Regions from separate parts of the Mus musculus genome. Here regions 2 and 3 are each linked to region 1. The links are chromatin contacts, called in public HiChIP or PLAC-seq and promoter capture Hi-C maps. All regions are on one chromosome and are shown on one strand. The core of a region is the stretch at or near the end of the contact, and the rest is flanking DNA. Distances in the headings are between cores, read along the strand shown. Region 1 holds the start of Mybphl (myosin binding protein H-like). Region 2 overlaps Sort1 (sortilin 1). Region 3 holds the start of Celsr2 (cadherin, EGF LAG seven-pass G-type receptor 2).

Region 1 (4,776 bases), core at 1,114-3,613:
TGAGGAACAGGCAGTGTTAGGAAGCAGGCAGTCCTTGGAACTCTAAGAGAACTTAGGAGACGGCAGATCACATACCAAACATCCTTCAAAATTTTGGGGTGAGCTCCAGAGGCACTGTGAATCTCAGAAACCTTTTTTTTTTGGGGGGGGGTTGCCTTTCCAGAGTTGAGAGTCAGTCCATAGCTTTTTTATTTTAAATAGGGGTTCCCTGGGAGTCCACAGCTATCAAAGGGATAAGACATTGCTCACGTTCAGCTCTCCAAATTTACAGAGGAGATGAGGGCTCAGAGAAATGTCCTGATTCTTCTCTGGTGGCTAGCAGGATAGAGCTGAGATTTGAACTCGCACCATCAGTCTTTCAAGAAGCTAATAGATGCACACCGATTTTGCAATGTGTCAAAGGATATTATTACTGCCACTTAGCTGTAGCCCTGAGGCCCACAGTACATGGAGTTGTATGTGGGAGGCTGGGGCTTCTGGCTGGGACCTGGAGCCTGAAATTGCCAAAGCGCCCCATGCTTTAAGCAGAGGAGAATGAAGGCTCAGAGATGTCCTGACCCTTCTCTGATAGCATGGTTGAAGTGGATGCCACTCACTTCAGAGCTGGGAGTTAGTGGCACTGGCTTTTCACACCCTCTTGGCCTTTCAGGAGAAGAAACTGGGTTTCTGTCTCTGCGGTCTCATCTTAGGATGCTCACAACATCACAACAGCTCTCCTATCTCAATGGCATAAACCCACCAGCTCTCGACATTCAGGCAGCTCCATTAGGATCTTCTTTAGGGCCGGGCGTGGTGGCGCACGCCTTTAATCCCAGCACTCGGGAGGCAGAGGCAGGCGAATTTCTGAGTTCGAGGCCAGCCTGGTCTACAGAGTGAGTTCCAGGACAGCCAGGGCTATAAAGAGAAACCCTGTCTCGAAAAAAAAAAAAAAGAAAAAAAAAAAAAAAAAAAAAAACCAAAGGATCTTCTTTAGGGTAAGGAGTGGACAGTTGTGCTTTTGGGTCCTAGTTGGAGAAAGAACTTGGTTGTCTTGTCATCTCCTTCTTGGAAATATTCCCATGTTGCTTTAGCCTCTTACAGTGCTGATCAGCCATCCTTCTAACTGACCTTCCTGGGAGATGTTTAAAGTCATTTTACAGAGAAGAAACTAAAGTGGAGCAGTTGAATTGATTTGTTCAAGGTCACTGTGCTGTTAGCGTCACTCCCAGAAAGGAGCCTGGGGTGTTGCCTGCCAGCCTACACCGTCTATTTTTCTCCTACCTCTTTCCTTTCCAGGAGTTCATGGACTTCTCCTGTGTGTGGTTTTCAAATCTTCTGCAAAATTAAGGGGTTATAACGCTAGGACTTTGTTGGGCTAAATGTTTAGCACAGCCACAGGGCTGCTAAAGACCATCACAAAGAAGGGAAGAGCTATCTCCCATCTCTCCCCTGGGTTTGCAAACCCACGTATAGTGGAGACACACACAATTGCCCAGGTAAGCTGTGGTGGTGACAGGTGGTACTGGGGCAGGTGGCAGGATGATGGGGCTGGGGTAGGCACCACATACTCTCACCTGGAAACTGGAAATGGAGCGCTTTTCCCTGAAAGGCTCTTCTTCCTCAGAGCTCTGACTTTGAGAGGCCTTGGCCAGTGAGCCAGGGTGGGGTGTTAGGGTAGGCCCTGATGCTGCGGCATGACCCAGGCAGAGGCCGGGTATCATGCTGTCCAAGATGTTCAACCTCCTCATAGCCAACAGTTTTAATCACTCTTTACCTCTACAAATGGCCACTCTCCTCCGTTCCCTTCCCAATGGGTTATTTATTCTACTGGATCCTCCAGGACCTGTGACTGTTTTTGATGGTGAAAATATAAACAGATCACTGCTGGTCACTATAAAGTGCCACAAACACTGACTTCTCAGCTAAAGAATAAAATTACAACAGAGACATTTGAGTAGCAAGGCGCAATTTGAGAGGGAAGTAAGGGCTCCCAGAATATTTCTGCATTATCCTAACTAGAAGTTCCCTAAAGTTATTAAAGCTTATGCACAGGGGTGGGGGCGACCCCTAAGGGTATATTCAGAGCAGTAGGAAGTTCCCCTCTCCCACACCACTCAGCATCCCCACCCTTACAGACTGCCACAGATCACCTTCAATAGAGGGCAGGAGCTGCAGAGAAGGGCTGCCTGCCTCCTGTTGATGTGAAGTCCGGGGTCCTTTAGCATCCGCTGGGTCAGCAGCTGCTTCTACCTGCCGCTGGGAGCATGAGGCTATCTCCAGTGTGGTGGCTGTCTCCATGCCTGGGGTCTAGCTGAAAATTTTCTTTGTTGCTGGTGAGGGAGGGGCTGTGCACCTGCTGTCCAGGCTGGTCTCCCTGGGGTCACAGCCACAGGCTTATGTAAGTGGGCTGGCTTTTCCCCACCCACTACTCCCACTGAAGGGAGAAGTAGGGGCCAGGAGAAGAGGAGGATCAGAGAGCTGCCCAGAATAGCCGCGGGAGGAGGGCTGAGGTGGCCCTGTTATCTTGTGAGTGAGATGACACCCTACAGCATTAGGAGGGAGGGGAGAGTGTGAGCAGAGTATATGAGAGGGACTTCTGGCTTTGAGGGAGGCCTGAGCTGCTGGCATCTCTGCTTCTGACCTCCAGCTCATTCAACAGGGCGTAAGGTCCGAAGAGCAGTGAATTCTCAGGCACACCGTTAGCTCTTGCCACACTTGTTGAACAGTAGGTCATTGAAGAGCTGGTCTCTATACCTTGGCCTTCATGGGGACCTCTGTTTGCTGTCCCAGCCCCAAGGGCAGGGGAGGGTTGGGGAGAAGTGGGGACAGTCAGTCCCCTGTTGCCAGACTAGTTAGTGACACATGAGCTCTGTCATCAGCTTGCTATGTGACTAGTGATACCCCATGATCTCTCGGCCCCTCTGTGTGTGTGTGTACTGGAGTTTTTCTCCCCTCCACCCTGTGTGTGCGTCTGTGTATGCGTGTCTATGTGTACTAGGACACCCCCCCCCGTGTGTGTATATGGTATGTGTGTATGTCTGTGTATGTGTGTATGTGTGTACTAGGAGGACCCCGCCCCCATGTGTGTGAGTGTGTATGGGTGTGTGTGTATTTGTATGGTGTGTGTGTTGTGTGTGTGTACACTCCCATGCACACGCATTGGGGCTTGAACCCGGGGCCTTGTGCTTGCTAGACAAGTCCTCTACTACAATGCCACTGAGCTACACCTAACACCCCCAGCATCTCATAAATTGGGTTTCATTTGTGAGATGGAGATAATAACCATAGGGTTGTTGTGAGGATTAAAAGAGGTAATCTCTGGAAAGTGCTTAGCAGAATGTAGCTGACTAAGTGCTGGATAAATGGAAGCTATTTTTAGGTCAGGCTGGCATTTCCCCCTTTGAAAGCTGTCAATGGCTCTCTTCCTATGAGATAAAGCACAAATGAAGTGCGAGGCAGCCTCACAGGGGAGGAAGCTCCCCAGAGACAGGGATGTGTGACATTTGGCTGTACCATTCAGCCACCAGCTGATGGCTCTGAACCTCAGGTCTGTGTAACTGGGGGTGCTGATGCCAGGACTGTGCCTAGGATCCAAGGGCCAGCCCACAGTCAGCACTGGCTAAACCCGAGTGTCCCCAGCTGACTGCCGTGCTCATCCAGAGCCACTCCACATTGGACCCTCCACCCAAATTGTAGGATTTCTTATCATAGCCCCCCCTTCCTAACTGTATTTATCTAACCATTTTTGCTTTTTAAAAAATGTATATCCATGCATCATGTCCATTCCTGGTGCCAATGAAGGCCAGAGGAGGGAATTGGATCTTCTGGGACAAAGTGAGCCTCCACAGGATGCTTGGAATCAAACTTGGAGCTCTAGCACATATTTGAAGGTCAGAGGACATCTTTCCAAAGTCAGTTCTCTCCTTCCACCATGTGGGTCCCAAGGATTAGACTCAGATAGCCAGGGTTGGTGGCAGTCATCTTGAGCCAATGACCCATCTTATCAGCCCCATATATATACTCCTATATACTCCTCCTTTTTTTTTTGGTTTTTCGAGACAGGGTTTCTCTGTGTAGTCCTGGCTGTTCTGGAACTCACTTTGTAGACCAGGCTGGCCTTGAACTCAGAAATCTGCCTGCCTCTGCCTCCCGAGTGCTGGGATCAAAGGCGTGTACCACCACGCCCGGCTTCCTCCTTATTTCTTCATTCATTCATTCATTCATTCATTCATTTATTCACTTTACATCCTGACTGTTGTCCACCCTCCCACAGTTCCTCCTCCCATCCCTTTTCCCCTTCTCTGAGAGAGTGGAGCCCCACCCAGGTATCCACCCCCACCTTTCCCCTCCCCCACACCCCTGCCAGGCACATCAAGTCTCTGTGGGGCTAGGTGTATCCTCTCCCACTCAGGACAGACAAGGAAGGCAGCCAAGCTAGAAGAATGGATTCCACAGACAGGCAACAGCTTTAGGGACAGCCCATGTTCTAGTTGTTCGGCACTCACTGCAGAAAGAGTTGCACATCTGCTATATATGTGCAGGAGGCCTAGGTCCTTTGGCTAGTGCATTCTCTTTGGCTAGCGGTTCAGTCTCTGAGACCCCCAAGGGTCCCCCCATATTGCTTTTGAGAGGTGTCCTACTTTGACCTGGGGCGTTTTGATCAGGCTAGGCTAGCCATTGAGGTCCAGGAACTGTCCTGTGTGCGCCTCTTGGGCACTGGGATTTTAACATGGGCTTGGATACTGCCTTCGTGTTTGTGTAGTGGACAATTCACTGACTGTTCTCTCCAGGTTAGGG
Region 2 (4,776 bases), core at 723-3,222, 53 kb after region 1:
CATTACTGAAAAGGATGGGGTTCATCGCCATGGGCAGACTCCGGAACTCATTAGCTCCAACTGCAGCCACTCGGGGCAAGATCTTTGTAGTAAACAAAGCAAACACACACAAAAAATTATTAGGCACAAGAGAAAACTGGCTTGAAGCGTTATGTATGGAAGACAAGACAGCATAGAAAGGGGGAGCTTAATAAACAGCCTTCAAAACATAGAGTCATCAATAATCAGGTTTCCATTTGCCACTGAAGAACGAACTGGAAAGGAGCAGCCTGTGACAAGGTGCATCCTAGAACCATTAGTTTCAGTGAAAAACTGGCCACCTTTTAACTAGCTGTCCAAAAGAGTAACAATTAAGTAAACTGTGTCAGTCTGACAATATGAGAATAGCGAGTGTACAAGACCCACTAGCAGCTACTGAGGGAACAAGAGCTTGTGCAGCCGCTTCTGCATTAACAGAAGTGGAAGAATGTGGGGGCCATCGCTTTATACCATCCACCCTGGAAGACTTCCCAGTCACTTTGACAACTAGGGCAGCAATGCTGGCAGCTGCCTACTCTAGACCAAGCTCTCTCTGTCACTCCATGCCATGCATTGCAGAGTCCTCACCTCATGGTGACCCTGAGGTGAGCACTGCTATCATCCTCCTTTAAAACTAATAGAAAGTCTTTGTATTGTGTTTTATAAAGATAAAGAGAGAAGGAATATGTTTGGTGTAGGTGCGGTAAGGTGTGGGGGGAAAAAGGGGTGCCTCTGCCGGCCCATGCTGAGGCATCCCTTCCCCCTGTATAGAATAGTTTATTCAGCACAAGGGAGGGGATCTGAGAGACCAGTAGAGAAAGAGAAAGGCAGAGAATGAGAGCAGAGGAGTAGAGGCCAGCCATGAGCATGTGGTGGTGGTGGTGGGGAATGGGGAGAGAGGGAGAGCGGGAAGAGAGGACAGAGCTAGAGCAAGAGAGAGGGGAATGGAGCAGCCCCTTTTATAGTGAGTCAGGCACACCTGGCTGTTGCCAGGTAACTGTGGGCGGAGCCTAGATAAAAATGCTAACACTTAGGAGGCTGCATGACTTGTTTGTTGTAGTAAATATCAATATTAATTGGTGGTTTCTATCCCACCTTCTATCTTTCAGTTCCTAGATAAAAGACACAACACTTTTGTATTTACAATAAGCCTCAGACAGCACTAGAGCTAGGTAGATATCAACCCTCTATGTTATTATGTCTACTTCCCTGCCAATAACCCCAAGATATGATATGATGGTTTGAATATGCTTGGCCCAGGGAGTGACACTATTTGGAGGTGTGGCCTTGTTGGAAGTGTGTCACACTGTGGGTGTGGGCTTTAAGGCCTTCATCCTAGCTGCCTGGAAGTCAGTCTTCTCTTGGCAGCCTTCAGATGAAGATATAGAACTCTCAGCTCTTTCTGCACCATGCCTGCCTGGATGCTGCCATGTTCCCACCTTGATGACAATGGACTGAACCTCTAAACCTGTAAGCCAGTCCCAAGTAAATGTTGTCCTTAGAAGACTTGCCTTGGTCATGGTGTCTGTTCACAGCAGTAAAACCCTAATTAAAACATATGAGTTGCTATGCTCTGCCTGGGCAGCTCTTACTCCAACTGACCAGCTCTCATGGCCTTTTTTTTTTTTTTTTTTTTTAAGATTCACCTACCCCCTCGCCTCTTCTCCTCTCCCCACCTCTCTCTCTCTCTTCCTTCTGTGGTCCTCTCCTCGACCCCATGCTGGGAACCAAAGCCCCGCCTTCTTCTGCCCAGCTCTAGGCTGTGGGCATCTTTATAGTTTTATAGGTTACACAGCATCACTTGGTTTTTGTGAGGATCTCCTCACCCCTAGGGGCAGCCAGACCTCGGGGCCAGTATTTAGCATTGCAATACATAGCAAGAGACCAAACTCAACACTTGTTCAAGGTTACTCTGCAAATGATAGTGCAGAGAGTCAACCCTTGGCCTGCCTGCCAGCTAAACCTTGGCAGCCCTTTGCTTTTCTGTGTTGCTTCCCAAGACAATACAGCTGCATGGTAGATAGAGCACTGGAGGGGAAAATCAGGGAGAACTGTAAACAAACTAAGATGACACTCTGCACGGTCACTCGTGCTTCCTGTTAGGATTTCCAAGTGTTTTATAAGGTGATGCAAAAAAAAAGATAAGCTAGTGAGGAAGGCGACACTGAGCAGGACTTCATTAGAGCAAGGACTCTTTTTTTTTTTTTTTTTAATTCTTTGAGTCAGGGTTTCTCTGTGTAGCCCTGGCTGTCCTGGAACTCACTTTGTAGACCAGGCTGGCCTTGAACTCAGAAATCTGCCTGCCTCTGTCTCCCAAGTGCTGGGATTAAAGGCATATGCCACCAATGCCCGACTTAGAGCAAGGATTCTTAAGTGCTAGAAACAGGTACTAAATTCAGTCTACAAAGTTTTAAATATATCTTTTCCTCTCCAAACAGGAGACTAGCTTTGATTATTTAGCTGCTGTTCTAATTACATAAACAATGGCACCGTCTATGGGCCTTTTTAATACCCAGACTCTATAATATACTGACAATCCATAAGAAACAAGGAAAACCACATGCTTGGTATAAAAACTCACAGAAGTCAAGGCATCCAGCCAAGCAGCTATTTGTTCACTCAACTAACACTCTGCCTGCCTACTCTGTATTAATAACTTGGCCAGCAGCTAGAGAGTCTCCAGTTAGTGCAGTGCCCAGCCTTCATGGGGCTTTGGCAATTCCAACATGTGACTGACTCCTTGGCCTACAGAAGTATTTGCTTATTTTAAGCCAGCATTGCTGTGCTCAATAGAGTGCTCTGGCTCCAGGCCCCTGGGCAGAGAAGTCAAAGATCACACCTGCTGGAGGAGGGAAGTGGGGTTGAAGCATTTCAGAGCCTCAGCATCAGTTCCCTGCACCTGGGCCAAGAGCAGCTGTAGAACAATCAAGTGAAGAAGAGTTACAGCCCAGCAGGGCTCCCAGAGGCCTCTGGCTCCTGTGGTGTTTCTAGAATGGGCTGCTGGGATTTTGTGATTCATTTAGGTCCCTTGGGAAGAGATGGGACAGAAATACAGGATAAAGACGATAATGACTTACTTTAGAGTGCTAGCAGCTCTGCATCCTGCTGAGGAATGGAGCCTACTATTCAAGTTGCAGAAGACACACCGATGTCATGACACATGTTCCCACCCTCATCACCTAGTGTGAACTGTAGTAACGAGGTTGACTGAAATAGGGTGATCTAAAAAGCTCCCTTCCTAGGCAGAAATGACCATGCACCATCATAAAAATAACCCATTTAGACTCCAAAACATTAAATAAAAGTTTGTTTGAAAATTTTTTTTAAAAAATCGATTCATAGCATATAGATGCAGAAAAACCACACTGCCTTTCTGTCAGTAAGAATCCATGAGATTCGCATGGGTACACGCGCCTGTAGCGCCAGCCTTTACCTGGTGTCATCAACCTCCTCTCCTTCCAGGTAAGTCCCTTCTCATTTTTTTCTTAAGGTTGCTACATTGTTATCCAAAAGTGGGCTGAGCACCATAGTCTGCTGGACTTCTAAGATCAAAATTAACTGTTGAAATATTGTGACAGTTAAGGCAGAACCTTTGTCGTTCCTGTGTGGTCAAATGTCCCTGGGACGTGTTATCTGTCTCACCTTCGATACAACTTGGACTGTCCAAAGCTCACAATTACCAGAGGCACTTGGAAAGTGGTCAGGACGAGAATAACCTGCAGGGGACAAAAGCATTCTGTTGATAAGAGATGATAGACAATGACGATAAGCTGCGTCTCAAAGACTGATGGTGACAGCTCTGCTTTCTAGAAACCTGTAATGCAACATAGCTGAAGTCTAGGAAGGGCCAAGGAACGTGGGTCCGTGAGGATCTGAAAGTTCCTGTCTCATCCCATCGCTTACACTTGAAGCAGTGAGTCGGAGATGCTCAAGTGCATATAATGAAGGAGCCATCTAATTTGTATCTATATAAGAAAAAAAATCTCCTTTTTCTGCCCCCCAGAGGTTAGCATTCCACATATGTTTGGGCATCTTCTCCTTCAGGTTGCTAGTTCTCTGTGTAATTCATTTTTGTGAACAATTATTTTCTATGCAAAAATATACATGAGAAAAAGAATCTAGATAAATTAGTACAGGCATCTAGAGTATCAAAAATCCACGTAATAAGAAATCCTAGCTAGGCACGGTGGTCCACACCTGTGATCCCAGCAGTAGGGGGCAGAGGTAGGAGGATCAGGAGGCGTTCAAGGCCAATTTAGCCATATTTAAAGCTAGCCTGGCTACTTAAGACTGTGTCTCTGGGGAAAAACAAAACAAAACACAACTTAGAGTTACCAAGGATCTTGGCTAAGTGAATAGATTATAGAAATTAGGGCATATGTCAAAATTGAGAAAAACTAATACACACTTAAGAAAACTCTACTGGGGAGTTTAAAGGGTAATTATAAGAAACCACTTTGTTTTGCTTACATGTGTATGTATGAATGGATAGGCTTTATATGTCTGTCCATGTTCATGTGTGTGTGCAGATGTGCATGTGTAGAGGCAGCAAGTCAGTGTGGTATCTTCTTCCATTGCTCATCACATACTCTTTGAGAGAGGGCTTCTCAGGAACCTGACAATGCCTGACTGGCCAGCATGACCTGGCCAGCGAGTTCTAGTGGTCTGCTTGCCTCTGCTTCACCCGCGGCAGAATTGCAAGCATGTGCTACACACCCAACTGCTTATTTTTAATTTTACTTTAAATTACTTGTGTAT
Region 3 (4,776 bases), core at 599-3,098, 51 kb before region 1:
GTATAGACATTTCTAAATACAACCTGCTCCATCTGTAGAGTGTTACTTGTATGTATTTTCCGGGACTGACCATTGGTACAGAATAACAAATCAGCATGCTCTTCCTTGGGGAAAGCCTGTTCTCCCGCTCAGAATCCCCGAGTCGCCTGTAGTTCTTGTACAGGGCTGAGGCCTCCTGGTCTGTCTCCTGACTACTTTGGTTCATGTTTGAGCAGTCACGTTGGTGAGCCTGTGCCCAGCTTTCTAATGTGGGTGCTGGGAATCCAGACTCAGCTCGGTGGGGTCTCTCTACCCACTCAGCTATCTCCTCAGACCATATCATCACCTCCCTCGAGACTTCTGAAAATCCATTACTTTATTCAAGTCCCTCACTCTAGGAAAGGTCGCACATAGCTAGCATGTGAGAGTGGCCTCCTCTCTCATACAATCTGACATCCCTCATTGCTCAGGGTATGAGAGGAAGAAGCCCTCTGGCTTGCCCAGCCTCACTCTTCCCGGTTCTTTGGTCCCAACATCTTGTGTGAACTCCACTTATGGGAAGATTCATCAGTTCTTCATACCCCTTCCAGAAGGTTCTGGGGTGGCATTCCATGAAGGGCTCAGTAGTCCTGTGCAATGGACAGGGCCATTTGCTAGTTACAAAGCCGCGGGTAGGAGGAGGACAGCAGTTGGACATTGATCTAGGAGGGAGGAGGGATAAAGAAAAAGGAACACGTCCTAAGGTCCAGGAAGCTTGGGCCCTCTGGAACCAACTCACCCTGGCCCTAGGAATCTGGTAGTGTTAGTGCTCTTGCTGCTTTGGACATTCTGGTTCACTTCCCCTGACCTGACATGTGGTACCCAAGATGTATCCCAAATGAGCTTAGGGGTCCTTTTGTCCAAGATATCCAAGTGAGAGCACGACTTCTGGTATCTGGGGGAGACTTTGTAGTGTCGAGCGAAGTCGAGCAAAGTCGTCTTTACTTCTGACCCGGGACCTGTAGGATGGGGCAGCAATGAGGGCTTTCAGGGATGGTAAGACTGGAAAGTTGTCTGTCTGTCTGTCTGTCTGTCTGTCTATATCCACCCACCTCCCACCCCCTGGTCACCTCCTGCAGACATTAAGACTGTTTTGAAAGAGCGCTAGCCATAGAATTTTACAAGAGTATCAATTCCCTGTGTGGCTTCTGATTGTTCATTCCTCTTTAAGCTGTAGAAGGGATCCAGAAATGGAAAGGAGCAAGTCTGATGTGCTGGGAAGAAAAATTCTACCAGAGGCGGGAATCTTACTTAGAGCCGCCATGCAGAAGAGGGCGCTGGGTGGGGCCCACCTCCTCGGCGCGTTGGGCGTCGCCGCTTTAAGACCGCGGCGGCGCGAGCAGGTCTATGGTAATGAGCCGCCGCCACCACCGCCGCTGCTCTGCAGAGCTCGCCCGCCCGCCCGGGAGGCGAGGGAACGCGGGTCTGGGCCCGGGACCCCGGCGACCGGTAGCTGCCGCGGCGGGGACGCAGGGCGCGAGCGGGTGGCGCAGGGCCATCGTTGGCAGCCGGGCCCGGGCCGGAGCGTGAGGCTCCGCAGACGCAGGTGGGCGACCTTACGCGGGCGGAGGGGACATTCTGGGGCTCGGGACCGGGGGACCCGGCAGAGCCAGAGATCCTCGCGGCCCGCGGGCGCAGGTAGAGAACGCTCAGAGCGCAGGTGGAAGCGCAGCGTGAACCCGCAGTGGTCGCGGCGACTCGGGAGCGGGCCCGGCTTCGAGAGTGGTGGGAGCCCGGCGCATCGTGGGCTAAGAGCGCGGCCCCGCCGAGCCATCTGGGTGCAGGCCCAGTGGGACGTACAGGTGGCCCCCGGGGACCCGCGCCCCGGCCCGGGCATGAGGCGCGGCGGGGCCGGCAGGAGCCGGAGGAAGAGCCGCCGCGGCTGTTGACCCGGCTGGCCGGGAACAGGGAGAGATGCGGAGCCGGGCTGCCAGCGCCCCCCTCCCAACGCCGCTGCTGCCGCTGCTACTGCTGTTGCTGCTGCTGCCACCGTCGCCACTACTGGGAGATCAAGTGGGGCCCTGTCGTTCTCTGGGATCCGGGGGACGCAGCTCCTCTGGGGCCTGCGCCCCCGTGGGCTGGCTCTGCCCAGCCTCTGCTTCGAACCTCTGGCTCTACACCAGCCGCTGCAGAGAATCGGGCATTGAGCTGACCGGCCACCTGGTGCCCCACCACGATGGCCTGAGGGTTTGGTGTCCAGAATCAGGGGCTCATATCCCTCTTCCGCCATCCTCTGAAGGCTGCCCCTGGAGCTGTCGTCTCCTGGGTATCGGAGGACACCTTTCTCCACAAGGCACGCTGACCCTGCCTGAAGAGCACCCTTGCTTAAAGGCCCCACGGCTCAGATGCCAGTCTTGCAAGCTGGCACAGGCCCCAGGGCTCAGGGCTGGGGAAGGCTCACCAGAGGAATCTCTGGGTGGGCGCAGGAAAAGGAATGTGAATACAGCTCCCCAGTTCCAGCCTCCCAGCTACCAGGCCACAGTGCCTGAGAACCAGCCTGCTGGTACCTCTGTTGCATCCTTAAGAGCCATTGATCCAGATGAGGGTGAGGCGGGTCGACTTGAGTACACCATGGATGCCCTCTTTGATAGCCGCTCCAATCATTTCTTCTCCTTGGACCCAATCACCGGTGTTGTCACCACAGCTGAGGAGCTGGATCGGGAGACCAAGAGCACCCACGTCTTCAGGGTCACTGCACAGGATCACGGTATGCCCCGACGGAGTGCCTTGGCCACGCTTACCATCTTGGTGACCGACACCAACGATCACGACCCTGTTTTTGAGCAGCAAGAGTACAAGGAGAGCCTCAGGGAGAACCTGGAGGTTGGCTATGAGGTGCTTACAGTCAGGGCCACCGACGGCGACGCCCCTCCCAATGCCAACATTCTGTACCGCCTGCTGGAGGGGGCCGGAGGCAGCCCCTCAGACGCCTTTGAGATCGATCCTCGCTCGGGGGTGATCCGAACCCGCGGCCCTGTAGACCGGGAGGAAGTGGAATCCTACAAGTTAACAGTGGAGGCGAGTGACCAGGGCCGGGACCCAGGCCCGCGGAGTTCCACAGCCATTGTTTTCCTGTCGGTGGAGGATGATAATGACAACGCCCCCCAGTTTAGCGAGAAGCGTTATGTGGTCCAGGTGCGGGAGGATGTGACCCCAGGAGCCCCAGTTCTCCGAGTCACCGCCTCCGATAGAGACAAGGGCAGCAATGCCCTAGTGCACTACAGCATCATGAGTGGCAATGCTCGGGGCCAGTTCTATCTGGATGCTCAGACTGGAGCCCTGGATGTGGTAAGCCCACTCGACTATGAGACAACCAAAGAGTATACGCTTCGGATCCGGGCTCAGGACGGTGGCCGTCCTCCACTCTCCAATGTCTCTGGCCTAGTAACAGTGCAAGTCCTAGACATCAACGATAACGCCCCCATCTTTGTCAGCACCCCTTTCCAGGCCACCGTCCTAGAGAGTGTCCCTTTAGGCTACCTTGTTCTGCACGTCCAGGCAATTGATGCTGACGCTGGTGATAACGCCCGCCTCGAGTATAGCCTGGCAGGGGTTGGGCACGACTTTCCCTTCACCATTAACAATGGCACAGGCTGGATCTCTGTGGCCGCAGAGTTGGATCGGGAAGAGGTTGATTTCTACAGCTTTGGTGTAGAGGCCCGGGACCATGGCACCCCAGCGCTCACGGCCTCAGCCAGTGTCAGTGTAACCATCCTGGACGTCAATGACAACAACCCAACCTTCACGCAGCCAGAGTACACCGTTCGGCTCAACGAGGACGCCGCCGTGGGCACCAGTGTGGTGACCGTGTCAGCCGTGGATCGAGACGCTCACAGTGTCATTACCTACCAGATCACCAGCGGCAACACCCGCAACCGCTTCTCTATCACCAGCCAAAGTGGTGGTGGACTGGTCTCCCTTGCCTTACCGCTAGACTACAAACTCGAGCGGCAGTATGTGCTGGCAGTGACTGCCTCAGATGGCACAAGGCAGGACACAGCTCAGATAGTAGTGAATGTCACCGATGCCAACACCCACCGTCCCGTCTTCCAGAGCTCCCACTACACAGTCAACGTTAATGAAGACCGGCCAGCAGGCACCACAGTGGTGCTGATCAGCGCCACGGATGAGGACACGGGGGAGAATGCCCGAATCACCTACTTTATGGAGGATAGCATCCCCCAGTTCCGAATCGACGCGGACACTGGGGCTGTCACCACCCAGGCTGAGCTGGACTACGAGGACCAGGTGTCTTATACCCTGGCCATCACTGCTCGGGACAATGGCATTCCCCAGAAGTCTGACACCACCTATTTGGAGATCCTGGTGAATGACGTGAACGACAACGCCCCCCAGTTCCTCAGAGATTCCTACCAGGGCAGCGTCTACGAGGACGTGCCGCCCTTCACCAGCGTCCTGCAGATCTCAGCCACGGATCGAGACTCCGGTCTGAATGGCAGGGTTTTCTACACCTTCCAAGGAGGAGATGATGGGGACGGTGACTTTATTGTAGAGTCGACATCGGGCATTGTGCGCACACTGCGGAGGCTGGATCGTGAGAACGTGGCCCAGTACGTCCTGCGGGCCTATGCGGTGGACAAGGGCATGCCACCAGCCCGCACACCCATGGAAGTGACAGTTACTGTCCTGGATGTGAATGACAACCCCCCTGTCTTTGAACAGGATGAGTTTGACGTATTTGTGGAAGAGAACAGCCCCATCGGGCTGGCCGTGGCCCGGGTCACAGCCACTGACCCA

The links. HiChIP or PLAC-seq counts read pairs in DNA pulled down with a chosen protein or histone mark. Capture Hi-C pulls out chosen DNA fragments and counts their contacts.
Region 2: a contact with region 1 is called in an H3K27ac HiChIP or PLAC-seq map of heart atrium, with 15 read pairs. The contact joins the enhancer-like site here to the promoter of Mybphl in region 1. A contact is called at or near these places in 7 of 39 promoter capture datasets (embryonic stem cells, frontonasal cranial neural crest, hippocampal neurons and 4 more), 10 of 484 Hi-C or Micro-C datasets (LSK cells, bone marrow-derived macrophages, cerebral cortex and 7 more), 5 of 115 datasets of contacts at active chromatin or transcription factors (embryonic stem cells, epiblast stem cells, heart atrium and 2 more) and 3 of 9 other capture datasets (adipose tissue, liver and pancreatic islet).
Region 3: a contact with region 1 is called in a promoter capture Hi-C map of pancreatic islet. The contact joins the promoter of Celsr2 here to the promoter of Mybphl in region 1. A contact is called at or near these places in 3 of 115 datasets of contacts at active chromatin or transcription factors (embryonic stem cells, intestinal crypt epithelium and pancreatic cancer cells) and 3 of 9 other capture datasets (adipose tissue, liver and pancreatic islet).

Annotation. Positions count from the first base shown.
Region 1 is chr3:108,362,498-108,367,273 of GRCm38.p6, reverse strand. It overlaps Mybphl (myosin binding protein H-like), which reads right to left and starts at 2,363. Exons shown (of 9, transcript NM_026831.1): 1 at 2,130-2,363. The coding sequence starts at 2,277.
Region 2 is chr3:108,309,102-108,313,877 of GRCm38.p6, reverse strand. It overlaps Sort1 (sortilin 1), which reads right to left. Exons shown (of 20, transcript NM_019972.3): 3 at 3,661-3,734. Among named protein-coding and RNA genes, the nearest start is that of Sort1, 27 kb to the right of the region's middle. Within about 2 kb of position 1,972, at least 26 of the 459 cell types and tissues checked have an H3K27ac peak or open chromatin away from gene starts, as enhancers often do. A contact at or near this core is called in adipose tissue, epiblast stem cells, heart atrium and 1 more, where this site is marked.
Region 3 is chr3:108,412,651-108,417,426 of GRCm38.p6, reverse strand. It overlaps Celsr2 (cadherin, EGF LAG seven-pass G-type receptor 2), which reads left to right and starts at 1,848. Exons shown (of 34, transcript NM_017392.4): 1 at 1,848-4,776. The coding sequence starts at 1,933. Gm52630 (a long non-coding RNA gene) reads right to left here and starts at 1,406. Exons shown (of 3, transcript XR_003954680.1): 1 at 1,270-1,406; 2 at 758-977; 3 at 338-608.